Linked DNA regions of Mus musculus: region 2 is linked to region 1. A link is a contact called in public HiChIP or PLAC-seq data. All regions are on one chromosome and are shown on one strand. Each heading gives the region's core, a stretch centred on a gene start, on an enhancer-like site or on the middle of the called end of the contact. The rest is flanking DNA. Distances are from core to core; before and after follow the strand shown. Region 1 holds the start of 4732419C18Rik (RIKEN cDNA 4732419C18 gene). Region 2 holds the start of Dbndd1 (dysbindin (dystrobrevin binding protein 1) domain containing 1).

Evidence for each region. HiChIP or PLAC-seq counts read pairs in DNA pulled down with a chosen protein or histone mark.
Region 2: a contact with region 1 is called in a FOXA1 HiChIP or PLAC-seq map of pancreatic cancer cells. The contact joins the promoter of Dbndd1 here to the promoter of 4732419C18Rik in region 1. A contact is called at or near these places in 2 of 115 datasets of contacts at active chromatin or transcription factors (embryonic stem cells and pancreatic cancer cells) and 3 of 9 other capture datasets (adipose tissue, liver and pancreatic islet).

Annotation. Positions count from the first base shown.
Region 1 is chr8:123,750,893-123,757,122 of GRCm38.p6, forward strand. It overlaps 4732419C18Rik (RIKEN cDNA 4732419C18 gene), which reads right to left and starts at 3,336. Exons shown (of 3, transcript NR_166622.1): 1 at 3,166-3,336.
Region 2 is chr8:123,513,921-123,520,016 of GRCm38.p6, forward strand. It overlaps Dbndd1 (dysbindin (dystrobrevin binding protein 1) domain containing 1), which reads right to left and starts at 1,535. Exons shown (of 4, transcript NM_028146.4): 1 at 1,313-1,535. The coding sequence starts at 1,445. Gas8 (growth arrest specific 8) reads left to right here and starts at 4,915. Exons shown (of 11, transcript NM_018855.2): 1 at 4,915-5,032. The coding sequence starts at 5,030.

The DNA.
Region 1 (6,230 bases), core at 2,086-4,585:
ATGTATGTATGTGTGTGGCCTATGTGTATGTGGTGTGTGTGTATGTATGTATGGTATGTGTATGTATGTATGTATATATGTGTTGTGGTATATGTGTATGTATGAATGCATATGGATGTATTATGTGTGTGTGATATATGTTGTATGTGTGTGAGTGGTGTGTGTCTGTGTGTCTGTATATGTGTTTGTATGTGCATATGGCCTGTGTGCACATATGTATGTGTGTGTGTGCATGTATATGTGTGTGTGTATGTGGTCTGTGTATGGACATGTGTGTGTGTGTGTGTGTGTGATATATATGTGTATGGTATATGTGTGTGTGTTGCATGCATACATGTTCAGATGTGTGTAGGCACATGAGGGCAAACATGTACACTGAGTGTGGAAGCTGTAGACTGAGCTTGAGTGCCTTTCCCAATCCTTGTCATTTACTGAATCAGGGAATCTTGCTGAACCTGGAACTCACTGATTTGGATTGTCTAGCTACCCAGTTTGTCTGGGGCATCTAATCTAGAATGTACTAGTGGTCACACCACTGTGAATACACCAAGCATCACTGAGTTTGTACTTTAGATAGGTAGACTTCATAGTGGGCGAATTTCATCTCGTAAGGCCGTTTTAAAACAATGGGAGGGGCTCAAATCAACCAAGACTGTTCTTTCTTTTGGTGCCAATTGATTTTTGTAAACGTCACTCAAACCTAGGCATATTCCGGGAAGAGGAGCGTCAGCTGAGAAGGAGCTCTCGCTGCATGGCCTGTAGGCAAGTGTGTAGGGCAAGTTTAAAAAGTCAATGATCGGTGTGGGAATGCAGGCCTCTGTGGGTGTGCCACCCCCCCCCCCCCCGGCAGGAGTCCTGGGGGATGTGAGGAAGCTAAGCAAGCCAGCAAGCAGCATCCTACATGGCTGTGCTTTCCTTCTCGCCAGGTGCTTCTTGACTTGGCATCTCCTGATGGACTATGCCCTGGGTGGGACATGTACGCCGAATGAATAAATCCTTTCCTCCACAAGTTGATTTTGGTCAGTGTTTTATCACAGCACTAGAAACCTAAGGCAGGTACACACGTGAAATAAATGCATACGTGTGCACACACATGCACGCAAACACCACATGCATGCACACACACGAACGTGCATCATGTCTTCCCTCTGAGAGGAATTTACTCCTTTTGTCACCCATTCTGAAACTTGCTGTCAGTTGTGAAGGTGGATAGCCTTGGAGACCACAGGAACACTGACACCAAGGCGCACTCTCCTGGGTATTTCTCCCATGGGCACTTCCTCCAGAGTTCTCTCTCTCTTCCCCCACTCCCTCCTTTTCTCTCTCTCTCTCCCTCCCCGCCCTCTTTCTATTTTTATCTCAAGCACATAGTGACTATTAGTTCTCACTAAGTACTTCCGAACATAAGGCTTGATGGGCTTGCCTTGATAAGAAGAGATCCATTTAAAAGCAGTATCATGCAAAGTAAATATTTTCCTTTCCTCCTTTGAAACCTGACCAAGATGAACCTTCCGGAAAACATCTGCGCAGATGCTCTTTGGTCAGGCATCTCGACTGCTGTCATCCTTTGTCTTCACAACAGCCTTGCTCACATTGTCCCCTCCAAGTAATAGCAAATACTTCTGTGCTCTGGTCCCTGGGCTAAACAATTAACATTTTATTGATTATGTCACAGCACAATTCTGTGCTCAAATTCATTTCTTGTCAAAAGACATTGCTGCTGGCCCTGGTTTAGAGCTATAAACTATCCAACACGAGCCTTTTTTCTTTTTTCTTTTTTTTTTTTAAGATTTATTTATTTATTATATGCAAGTACACTGTAGCTGTCTTCAGACACACCAGAAGAGGGCGTCAGATCTCATTACGGATGATTGTGAGCCACCATGTGGTTGCTGGGATTCGAACTCAGGACCTTCGGAAGAGCAGTCAGTGCTCTTAACCGCTGAGCCATCTCATCCAACATAGGTTTTATTTCCTGGTTTCATTAAACCTTCCCATGGTTTTCACTAGACTGTGAACACTGACGTTCCTTCCAGTGTGTGGCAGGGCCCTGGAAGCCACCTGATGTGGGTGCACACACACCAGTGTGTACTGTGCTATGCTGTGCTGCAGCAGCGACAGGTAGAGATGCCTTCAGGTGGGACCTAAAAGCCAAGTGGCTTCTGCTGTCTCAGTAGCTCTGATTCATGTGGTTGAGGCAAAACTTCCTGGAGCTCCGATGCTGTGAGGCGACCCCAGGCCATGGAGAGACCCCACAGAAACACACTGAAGAGCAGCTGGTTCAGCTCAGCCTTGGCATCTCCCCAGCCTGATCGCCTGGCATGTAGTTGTCAGAGGGTCTCGGGTCCTGGCACCTAGCCAGTGGCATTCAAAACTGAGGCTTCACATGCTGATGCTGAGTCAGAGCCCAGCCATCCCCACTCCCGACCTTCCAAATTCCTGAGGCACAGAACTCATGGGGTCAACAAAGCAGCCATTGTATTAGACACTAAGTATGGAAGGACTTTGCCGGGCAGCGGGTAAGGACTGCTTCAGTATAGCGTGGATCAAATGATATGGGTGACCTTGTTAGCAGGCCAGCAACTGCCCCAGGGACCATCAAGGTCCAAGTGAAAACACAGCCTTCAAAATAGTATTCAGGCCCATTTGTCCCGAGGAAAAACCCTGGCTTCCTCCTAGAGTTATTTGTGTGTGTGCCTTTTAATTTTCAAGACGTTCTTAAATTATTTATTGAGGCTCCCATTTGTTTCTGGTTAGATTTTAGGCTCTTGGAAGCCAGACCACATCATACTGTGTTCTCCATACACAGGCATAGCACCAGGAGAACTTAGCACCTAGGCTCTGGTCAGCAGGACTCTGGGCCTTGACTACCTAGTTCTGTCACTGCACTCTTTCCTTCTGGCCTGGGAAACTTTGCCTAGGGGGGTTCCAGGAATGGACAGAGCCCAGATAGGTCAGGAGGCCTAGAGTAAAAGCAAGCTCTCAGCTCCCAACAGAGCCTTACCTTACCTAGGACCAGTGCCTTGGAGACTCATTTTAGCCCAAGAACACGACCCTAATCCATCCCAGCGCTGCTCTGAAGTTTCAAAGACAGAACGGCAGAAAAGGCTTTTGTACCTTTCACTCCGAAAATTCACTCCGCAAACGAGCACGCGGCGTTCCTACCTGCTGTGAGCTCCTCTGGAGGACTGCAGATAATAACAGTGATTATTTCCTGTCTGCGTTGCTGAGCCGCTCCCTCCCTAGCTGGTCTTCCTATTTCTATTTTTTGCGCCTTTAAAAGGCAGTCTTCACCCAGCAGCTGGGCAATCTTTTTAATATGCAAATCAGCCTCTCTCCTGTTCCTAATCCACCAGTGATTTCACACTGTGGTTAAAGACCGAGCCGCAGCTCAGGCCTGTGTAGCCGCCCTCTGCCCTTCACCCTCTTGACACACAGCTTCCGGGTCAGTCCTCCAACCTCACCGAGACTCTCACCTCCCCAAGGCGTTTTGCTCGCGCCATCTCTTGTGTAGATCTGTATCAAGTGCAGACCAGTGTATGCGTCAGCTCCCGAAAAGGATTCCTCACCTGGCTTCCTGTGCAGCCTCAGTTTACCACAGTGTCCGTCAATACAAATCCACCACAGACGGTGTGTCTACTCTCGGAGCAAAACAGCCACCACACGGTAGGCTCTCAGCAATCATTTGCTGAAGAATGAATGAATGAATGAATGAATGAATGAATGAATGAATGAGAAACACCCCACAGAGGATATGATGATGAGACGCTGTTGACAGACAGGTAAGGGCTTCTGGGGACCTGAGGCCACACCCTCTTCTCTGGGCGGAATGTTTCCCACGGAGTGAGACACAGCTGAGTGTGCCCGAGGCTTTCAGCCCTCTGGGGTCCTTGGCTGTGATGTCAGTGACTCCCTCAGCATCACATCTGCCTGGACCAGATCATTGTTCCTCTTCCTCTTGACATGCTTCCATGACAACTTACAATTAGGTCGGGCCCTGCCCTCAGAGAAGATTTTAGTAGAGTAAGTCACCACGGGACGAGGAAGAGATGCTGCAGGGCCTTCTACTGCAGCCCATCCCAAGCCAACCCTGTAGCCTGTGTCACTGTGAGAGCCACTCTGCCCGGTAAGGAGCTCAAAATGAATCACCATGACCGGGGCCCAGGTCTCCTCCACCAGCCCCAAAGACAAAGTGGGGCAGGGAAACCAGCCGAGTCTTTCTAAGTCTGTGTGTGACTCAGAGGTCAGGTGCTCCCCTACTGTAGGTCTGTTCTTTGTGGGCTGAGGGGGCTGAGAAAGATAATCTACACTCCAAGAGGACTGTAAGAAGCAGCAGGTGGTGGCTCCTGAGGTTGAAGGACAGGTTCTGGTTGCTCTTTGCTCCCCGATGGAGTCTAGCCACAGGAGGGCCATGAGCATTTGAGACAGCCCTCTGCCATAGATCTTGCTGCAGCTCTTTACCTTCTGCATGACTCCTTTTGTTCTGAGACACGGATCAAAGTTTCAGAGCCTTTCCCACAGGAACCCTGGAATGAACCCCTTGGTATGTTTATCCAAACTGGCATGTTGGGCTGGCGAGATAGCTCAGCGGTTAAGAGCACTGACTGTTCTTCCTAAGGTCCTGAGTTCAAATCCCGGCAACCACATGGTGGCTCACAACCATCCACAATGAGATCTGACGCCCTCTTCTGGTGTGTCTGAAGTCAGCTACAGTGTACATTATAATAATAAATAAATCTGGCTTTGAGCGAGTGGGGGCCCGACGAGAGGGAGCAAAGGCCCTAAAATTCAATGTACTCACATACATAAAATAAATAAATGGGGTAAAAGTAGATAAAGTAGCTGTCTGAAGTGGGTAGCTACCTGGACACAAAACACTAAGGAAAAAAAGACTCGGGGAAGGAGCTGGAAGCTCCCCTTTTCCTGAGACTCCAGAAGCAGGAACAAGAAGCACCACGGTGTACACAGCCTCCTCCCCAAGGGCCGGCTGGCTCCACTCAGTCCACAACCAGGCAGGCGGGTGGGTGGAATCATGACCTGGAATCTCCAGGATTTCCCATAGCAGGTAAGCTCTTGGTTCTGAACCATTCTATGTTCTAGAGTAGTGGTTCTCAACCTTCCTAATGTTGGGACCCACTCTTTAATATGTTGTAGTGAGCCCCAACAATAAAACTATCTTTGTTGCTACTTAATAACTGTAATTTTGCTATTGTTATGAATCATAATGTCAATCAATATCTGACGCGCAGGATAACTCATATGCAAAAGAGATCACCACCCACAGGTTGAGATCCACTGTTTTAGATTCTTAACAAGGTCCCTGGGAGGTAACCTGGTACAAGAAGGACCAGAGAGGCTCCCAAGGTTTGTTTGACCTTCTCCAAGTCCTGCCTGGGATCTGACTGAGAGGCAGGCTCTCATAGCAGGCTCATCTCTCTCTAAAGTTCACAGACCATCTTCTCCCTTTCTGTACAGTGGCCATGATGGTACAATCAGATCACCGCAGTAGGGGGCATACTGTGTCACCTGAGAGCCTAGGCCTCTCTCTTAGACCTGCCTGACCAGTCTCAGCCAAGATCTGCTCATTGAGCTGTCCCTACTTCAGCAGGAGAGATCAGACCCTCACCCAAGTCAACGCTTCCTGGCCAGGCTCTGACTCTCACTCGGGTTAGGCTCGGCCAACGGGAATCAGAAGGGAGCCGGCTCAGAGAGCAGGCGGGAAGGTTGAATAATCTGACGACGTCTGAGTATTGTTCTCATGCTTTTGGTGGTTTAACACTGCTAGCTCTGTGTGTTCAGAGCCGTAAGCTGCTGCTCTGCGAAGTTTTAAAAACTCTGTAAGTGGCTTCACACTGCAGTTAGCAGTTTATGGTCAGCTTCCCTTCTTAAAATTACATTTTGACATTTATTTATTTTTTTGACCGTGTAGTCTGTCTGAATTCATTATACTGCCACAGATTTAATCTAAAGCTTTCTAATACCCAGTTAGCAAGATGGTTCAACAGGGAAAGGTGCCCGAATCCTATTCCTAAGGCTCACGTGGTGGAAGGAGAAAACCAATTCCTGTAGGCTGTTCTCTGATCTGCACACTCGTGCGCTCAGGGGTGGGGGGTAGGGCAAACACACACACACACACACACACACACACACTAAAATGAGAGAGAGCGCGCATACCTGTTTTCCTTCTTAGGGGTGCAGCCTGGCAGTTTGGTTTGTTGATTCTTCCCTTC
Region 2 (6,096 bases), core at 285-2,784, 240 kb before region 1:
AGAAAGAAAGAAAGAAAGAAAGAAAGACAGACCTCTGCCCTATACAAGGGGGCTGCCTGTATTGACAGCCATGCTAACGGAGGCTCAGGGGCACAGGCAAGTTTCCAACATCGCACAGCTCAAAAAATAACTCTGAGCTCTACAAGCCAAGTCCTTGCTCTCCAAACCATCTACCTTCTGGTACCCACGGAGCTGGTGCTGGGAAGACCCAGGGTCTGGGGACTGTCAATAGCAAGAACGCTGGTCTCCCATAAAAACAAAACAAAGCACAACCAATCCCACTGGCTGGAAAGTGTCTGGCGCTTAGGCAGATAAGGGTTTTCAAGCAGGACACTGCTCCCCGCCTGTAGACATAGGAGCCGCTTGGGGACAGCTCCCACGGGCAACCCTTTGGACTTCAGAAGAAGCCATCGTGTGGCTGGGTTGCAGGCGGAATGGCAAGCTGGCCAAATCCTCAGACACTTGGTGTTTCCTTGGGATGGGATCTTCAGGAAATCCTAGAGGTGTTGGGTATGGCTAAGCAAGTGATGGATTGTTCAGATTACATCCAAGTTCCCACAGCGATGGATCCCTGAAAAGCTTTCTGGAAAGCTGAGACGCAGGGTGGGTGATTTTTAAGAGTTTTCTCTCTATTATCAGCCACCCGCCTGTGGGCACGCTCCAAGGAGGGCAGACCCTGCGGTAAGATGTTAACCTCAAGGGTCTTCAGCTGCTGGGAGAGGCCGAGGAAGGAGCACACCATTCACACCTTCCCTTCCAAATATATGGCAGCTGGGCAGCTCGGAGGCCGCTGCCCTGCAGCACCAAGAGCTCGGGTGCATGCGCCATGACCTCACAAAAACCCCAGCTCAGTCGGGAGCCCCAGACCCCCTTCCGCCTCTTGTCATTCCTCCTGGTATCGCGGCTGGGGCGAACAAAGCCTACGCGTGAACAAGCGGGTAGCATCGCCCCTACGAATCCCCTCTCCAGATCCCTAACTCCGGCCCCTACACGCCCCTCCCCCGCTCCCAGGCTCGGCTGGCAGGGGGCTCAGGACGCAACCCCTGGTCACCTCCTTGGAGGGCAGTCCGCAAGCCTTCCGGAGCCCGGAGCTCGCATATCAGGGAAAGAGACGCAGTCTGTGTTTGCCGAGCCGGATACCCGCACGTTTCCAAGGATCTGGCCCGGCCCCCTCCTCCGCCCCTAGCTCTGAGTCGGACGGGCGGGCTCAGAAGGCATCAGCGGGTCTCCAGGCCCCGGGAGTAGCTGGCTAGTGGGCAGAGGGAGGGGCTGCGGTTTGTTGTTGGGTTCTGGGGGCCGGGGTCGGACTCACCTCCCGGACCAGCGCCCTCGGGAGACTCCATGCGGCCAATGGGGTCCGCGGGGGGTGTGGGCAGCGGCGGCGACAGCCCGGGTGCCCCAACTGCTCTGGTGACTACTGAGTCCGGGCTTCGGGCACAGCGCATCGGGGCAGCAGCTAAGGGGCCGCGGTGGCGGGGAGGAGCCCGCGGGGCGGGGCGCGCAGCTGCTTCTGGCGCCGCTCCCCTCCCCATCTCCAGCAGCCAGCAGCACAGGTGCAGCCCCGCCCTGCTCCTCGCGCGCCCCCTGCCGACCCGGCCAACAACAACCCCCCCCCATCCCACTCCCACCCCCCCACCCCCACCCCCACCCACCCTTCTGCAGGGACGTAGCCCTTTGCGGACCTCCGACTTCAGCTAGCTTCCCTGGCTCCTGCGCACTGAGCTGCGCGCTGGCTGCGGTCCATCTATCCATCACAACCTCGGGCTTTTGTGGGGCGCCAGCGACATGAGGAGCCTGGCAAAAGAGTTAGGAGAGGAGGTGCCACAAGAAGGGCCAAAGCAGCCCCAGAACCCTCAACTGATAAGCCTGGAATTGTGGACCTGATTAATGCTATTGAATCCATATTGAGAGTACAAGTCCGGGAGGAGTGGGGGGTGACCTGGTAAAAAGAAGGCCTTGGATGTATTGATAACCCACAGCTGGAGTCCCATCTCCAAACGCCAGTCCTGCATCAGACCTGCTTGCATGGCACAGTGTGCCATTTAATTTTACGTCGACTTAACACAGCTGAAGTTATCTGAGAGGCGGGAACCCCAATTAAGAAAACGCCTCCATAATGTTCCGCCGTAAGGCATTTTCTTAATTATTGATGTGGGAGGGCCAGGCCACTGTGGGTAGCGCTATTTCTGAGCTGGTAGTCCTGGGTTCTATAAGAAAGCAGGCTAAGGCCAGGCTAAGGCTAGGCCTTGGTACCACAGACCTTTAATTATCCCAGGGCTGAGGCAGAGAGGCAGAGGCAGGCGGCTCTTTGAAAACAGCTTGAGCAAGTCGTGAGGAGGAAGCCAGTAAGCAGCTCCTCCTCGGCCTGGGCGGCAGTTCTTGCCTCCAGCCTCCTGGCCTGCTTTCCCTTCTGGCCCTGACTGCTTTTGTCGACGAACAACGGTGTGGAAGTGTAAGCCGAGTATGTATTTCTCCCCAAGTTGTTTCGGTCGTGGTGTTTCCTCACAGAAATTGTAACCCTAACTAAGATACACAGTATCTCTTTACTCCTAGAGATCTAAAGATGCCCGGCACAGAGACCGACAGACAGCAACTTTCTCCAGGTTGCACAATTCAGGGTTAGAAGTCAGAAGGCCCAATCTAAAATCCATTTACACTTTTACAAAAAAACAAAAACAAAACAACAAAGGAAATTATCAGAGAAGATGAGTTATTCATAACTGAACAGGCTGAGGGGAATTTGAGTGGATGAAATAAGTTGGTACTGCCTTGGGCAGAATGGATGGCTAGGACAGTAGCCAAAAAGCTTCATTGAATCAAGTAGGGTCTGAGTCAAAGCTCTGGCTTTCTGCCCAGCTCTAGTGGACACAAGGTAGCCTGTGGCCTTTAAGCTTGAAGGCCGATTTCAGAAAGTTAAATAGTTCTTAGTTTACAAAACAAGGGAACATCCCCACCAGCTGGCTAAAGCCCTCTGAAACCCCACCAGGCCTGGCTGAGTCAGTGCTCGGTCCTTGGTCATTCCTTTCCTCCCTGGGACAAAACCAGGGTTATAAGGTTAGCTTAGGGGGAGGGGGAGGGCTGGAGAGATGGCTCAGCGGTTAAGAGCACTAAGTTCAAATCCCAGCAACCACATGGTGGCTCACAACCATCCCTAATGAGATCTGATGCCTTCTTCTGGGGTGTCTGAAGACAGCTACAGTGTACTTAAAATAAATAAATCTTAAAAAAAAAAAAAAGAAAAAGAGGGTTGGGCATAGGCCACTATTAGGTACCTGGGACATTAGCAGGCTGTGCTTTCCAAAATAGTAAAGCAGTTAAAATGTCAGGGAGCCAATCATGGTGCTACACACCTGTCCCAAATGCTTCACAGGTGGAGGCAGGAGGAGCAGTTCATGTTCATCTCTGATCTTGCTGATGGTCTGGCTTTGAGGTCAGCCTTGGCTACATGGACTCCGCCTCAACAAACAAGCCAAAACTGCTGGAACCATTTCTTCCAGAACCGTACCATCAGGATCTTTTAGCTGCAGTGCTGTTGGAGCCTGTGACTGCACTGGCTAGTAGAGTGTGGGAGATGTGAGACAGTGCAACTCCCAAGGCTAGGTCTTTAGGAAAGAAATCCAGCTTTCTTGGAAGGCTCCCGTAAAAAACAGGCTACCCGGAGTCCACCTGTGTATGTTCCGGCTGACAATCTGAGCTCTCGGCTGACAGCATTCGACAGCTGACCTAACTGTGCTCAGGTGCTTCTAGGTGCTGCTTTTGAGTTTCCCAGGCGAGTGGGGCTCGCCTTAAAGTTCACTGACAGCAAACAGCGTGGCGGCTATGTTGGACTTTTGTTAAGATTTACTACAAATAAGCCACTGTTAGAATGCTCACAAGGATCCGGTGTTGTTCTTCCAGCGGGCCATTCTTCAAGAATCTGGGAGAGGGGACACTGGGAGGTTGGGTTAGCAAACAGGGGAGTCTCATTGCTAGGAGCCTCAGATCCCCACCACTGAGCAATCTTTCTCTCCTGCTGCATCCACTTATGGGTGTGGAATCTTCATCCTCAGAGCAGGCAGAGGAGCATAACCTGCTGTCCCTTCTGTTTCTGTTTTACCCTGTCCTGCTAAGCCACTTTGTTGTTGTTTTGCTTTTGTTTTGTTTCTCTTTCTTTTTATGTATGTGCATACACTGCAGCTGTACAGATGGTTGTGAGCCTTTATGTGGTTGTTATGCAGGGTGCAGCCCTGCTCCAAGCAACTCCAATCAACTCGCTTATTTATTATTATAAATAAATACACTGTAGCTGACTTCAGACGCATCAGAAGAGGGCGTCAGGTCTCATTATGGGTGGTTCTACCTTCAGAAGAGCAGTCAGTGCTCTTACCCGCTGAGCCATCTCTCCAGCATTTTTTTCTTTTTTTTTTTTTTTTTTTTTTTTTTTTTTTTGAGACAGGGTTTTTGGTATGTAGCCCAGGCTAGCTTCCAACGCATGCAGTCTTCCTCTCAGCTTCCCCAGTGGTCGCAGGCATAACACCCTTAGCGTTTTTCTTTCTGGAAGCCCAGCTTTACACGTTCAGTCTCATCAGAGCAGCATGTGGAAGGAATTTTCACAAGCAGGGCAAGGTGGATGGGCCGCAGGAGCGGGCTCTTAGCTCAATATTTGCATCCAATTTGGGAACTTGGCTTGGGAGGCAGATTAATCATTCAGACTTTTCTCTTTATCCGTTCCTCCTTGTGAGCGCCCGCCATGTAGACTCTGGAGAACCCGAGGAACCACAATAGGTTTCTTCTGTAGCCCAAGTTGTAGTGGGAGAGAGACCAGCAATACACCGAGGGCAACACTAGCTCTTCTGGCGCGTTGTTAGGGACGCACTCCCGGTTGCCCAGGTCCCTTAGGGCGGGGGTGGGTGGGAGGGGAGAACTGGAGGATAGTCTCGCGAGGATTTGAGAACCAGCACGGGATCTAGTCGGAGTTGCCAGGAGACCGCGCAGCCTCCTCTGACCAGCGCCCATCCCGGATTAGTGGAAGTGCTGGACTGCTGGCACCATGGTGAGTCGGCCTGTGCTCGGAGTGTCCAGTGCACAGAGAACCTGGGAGGCTTTCGTGCAGAAATGTGGAGAGGGTCGGGTCCCCGGGACTGGGAGGGCCTGCAATTTTGGATTACTAGAATGGAGAGCTGGGCGCAGTTCTTCCGTGTGGTCCCGGTTGGGGAGGCCAGGAGGCCGGGGCCTGCATTCAGGTTCTCTGGGATGATCATCACACTGGCTAGACTGAGAGTCCAGTGTGCAAGGCGTCCAGAAATCAGAAGCTGAGTCCGTCAGATCCTTGGGACCAGTACTTAAGGGCTCAGGGGTCAATTAAGTGTCCACAGGGCGCAGAATCCGGCACAGGAGAAACCCCGAGAACTCGGAGGTGGAAAACCTAGCGTGTACCATGTGGCCGGAGGCCTCCCTACCAAGGGCAGAGTGTCATGGAGTGACCAGGGATACACACCTTGGGTATCTCAGGCTCCTGAGAAGAAGAAGGCCGAAGCCCCCTGTCTCCTTTATTTTTCTCACATAATGCCCCGCCCCACCCAGGAGATAGATGCTGTCAGTAGTGCAGTGTCTTGGCAGATGTGCTAGGGCATGGGTCATTAGCTGGTGGGGTGGCATCTTCCTGCGTCTGCCTGCCTGGAACTATGGCCGATATTAACTGCTGCTTAATCTTCCCGCCAAGCATTTATGGCCTTGTCAAGGCTGCTAGAATAAAGCAGGCCCTGTGAGCAGTGTCTGCTGGGAACATCTGCAGACAGACACAGTGTGTGCGGTGTGCTCAAGACCAGAGTTCCCTGAAGTGGGTTCATAATGGCAGACACGAGTCAGGAAGCCTCAGATTCGGTCATTGCTGTGAGGTCTCTCCAAAAGGCTTATTCTCGGTCCTTGCTGATGAGGGTCTTCTGTGTCTCTGTGGTGGCTATGAAGCGTGGTTGCCAGTATACTTGTGGGGTGGGGCGGGTGTGTGTGTGTGTGTATCCCTCCTTTTTAAAGCCCAGATAAGTTTTTCTTTTTATCTTTTAGGTTTCCACACTACCTCCTCAAATGCTGCCTTTCCCAAAACACCCCTTCTCCACC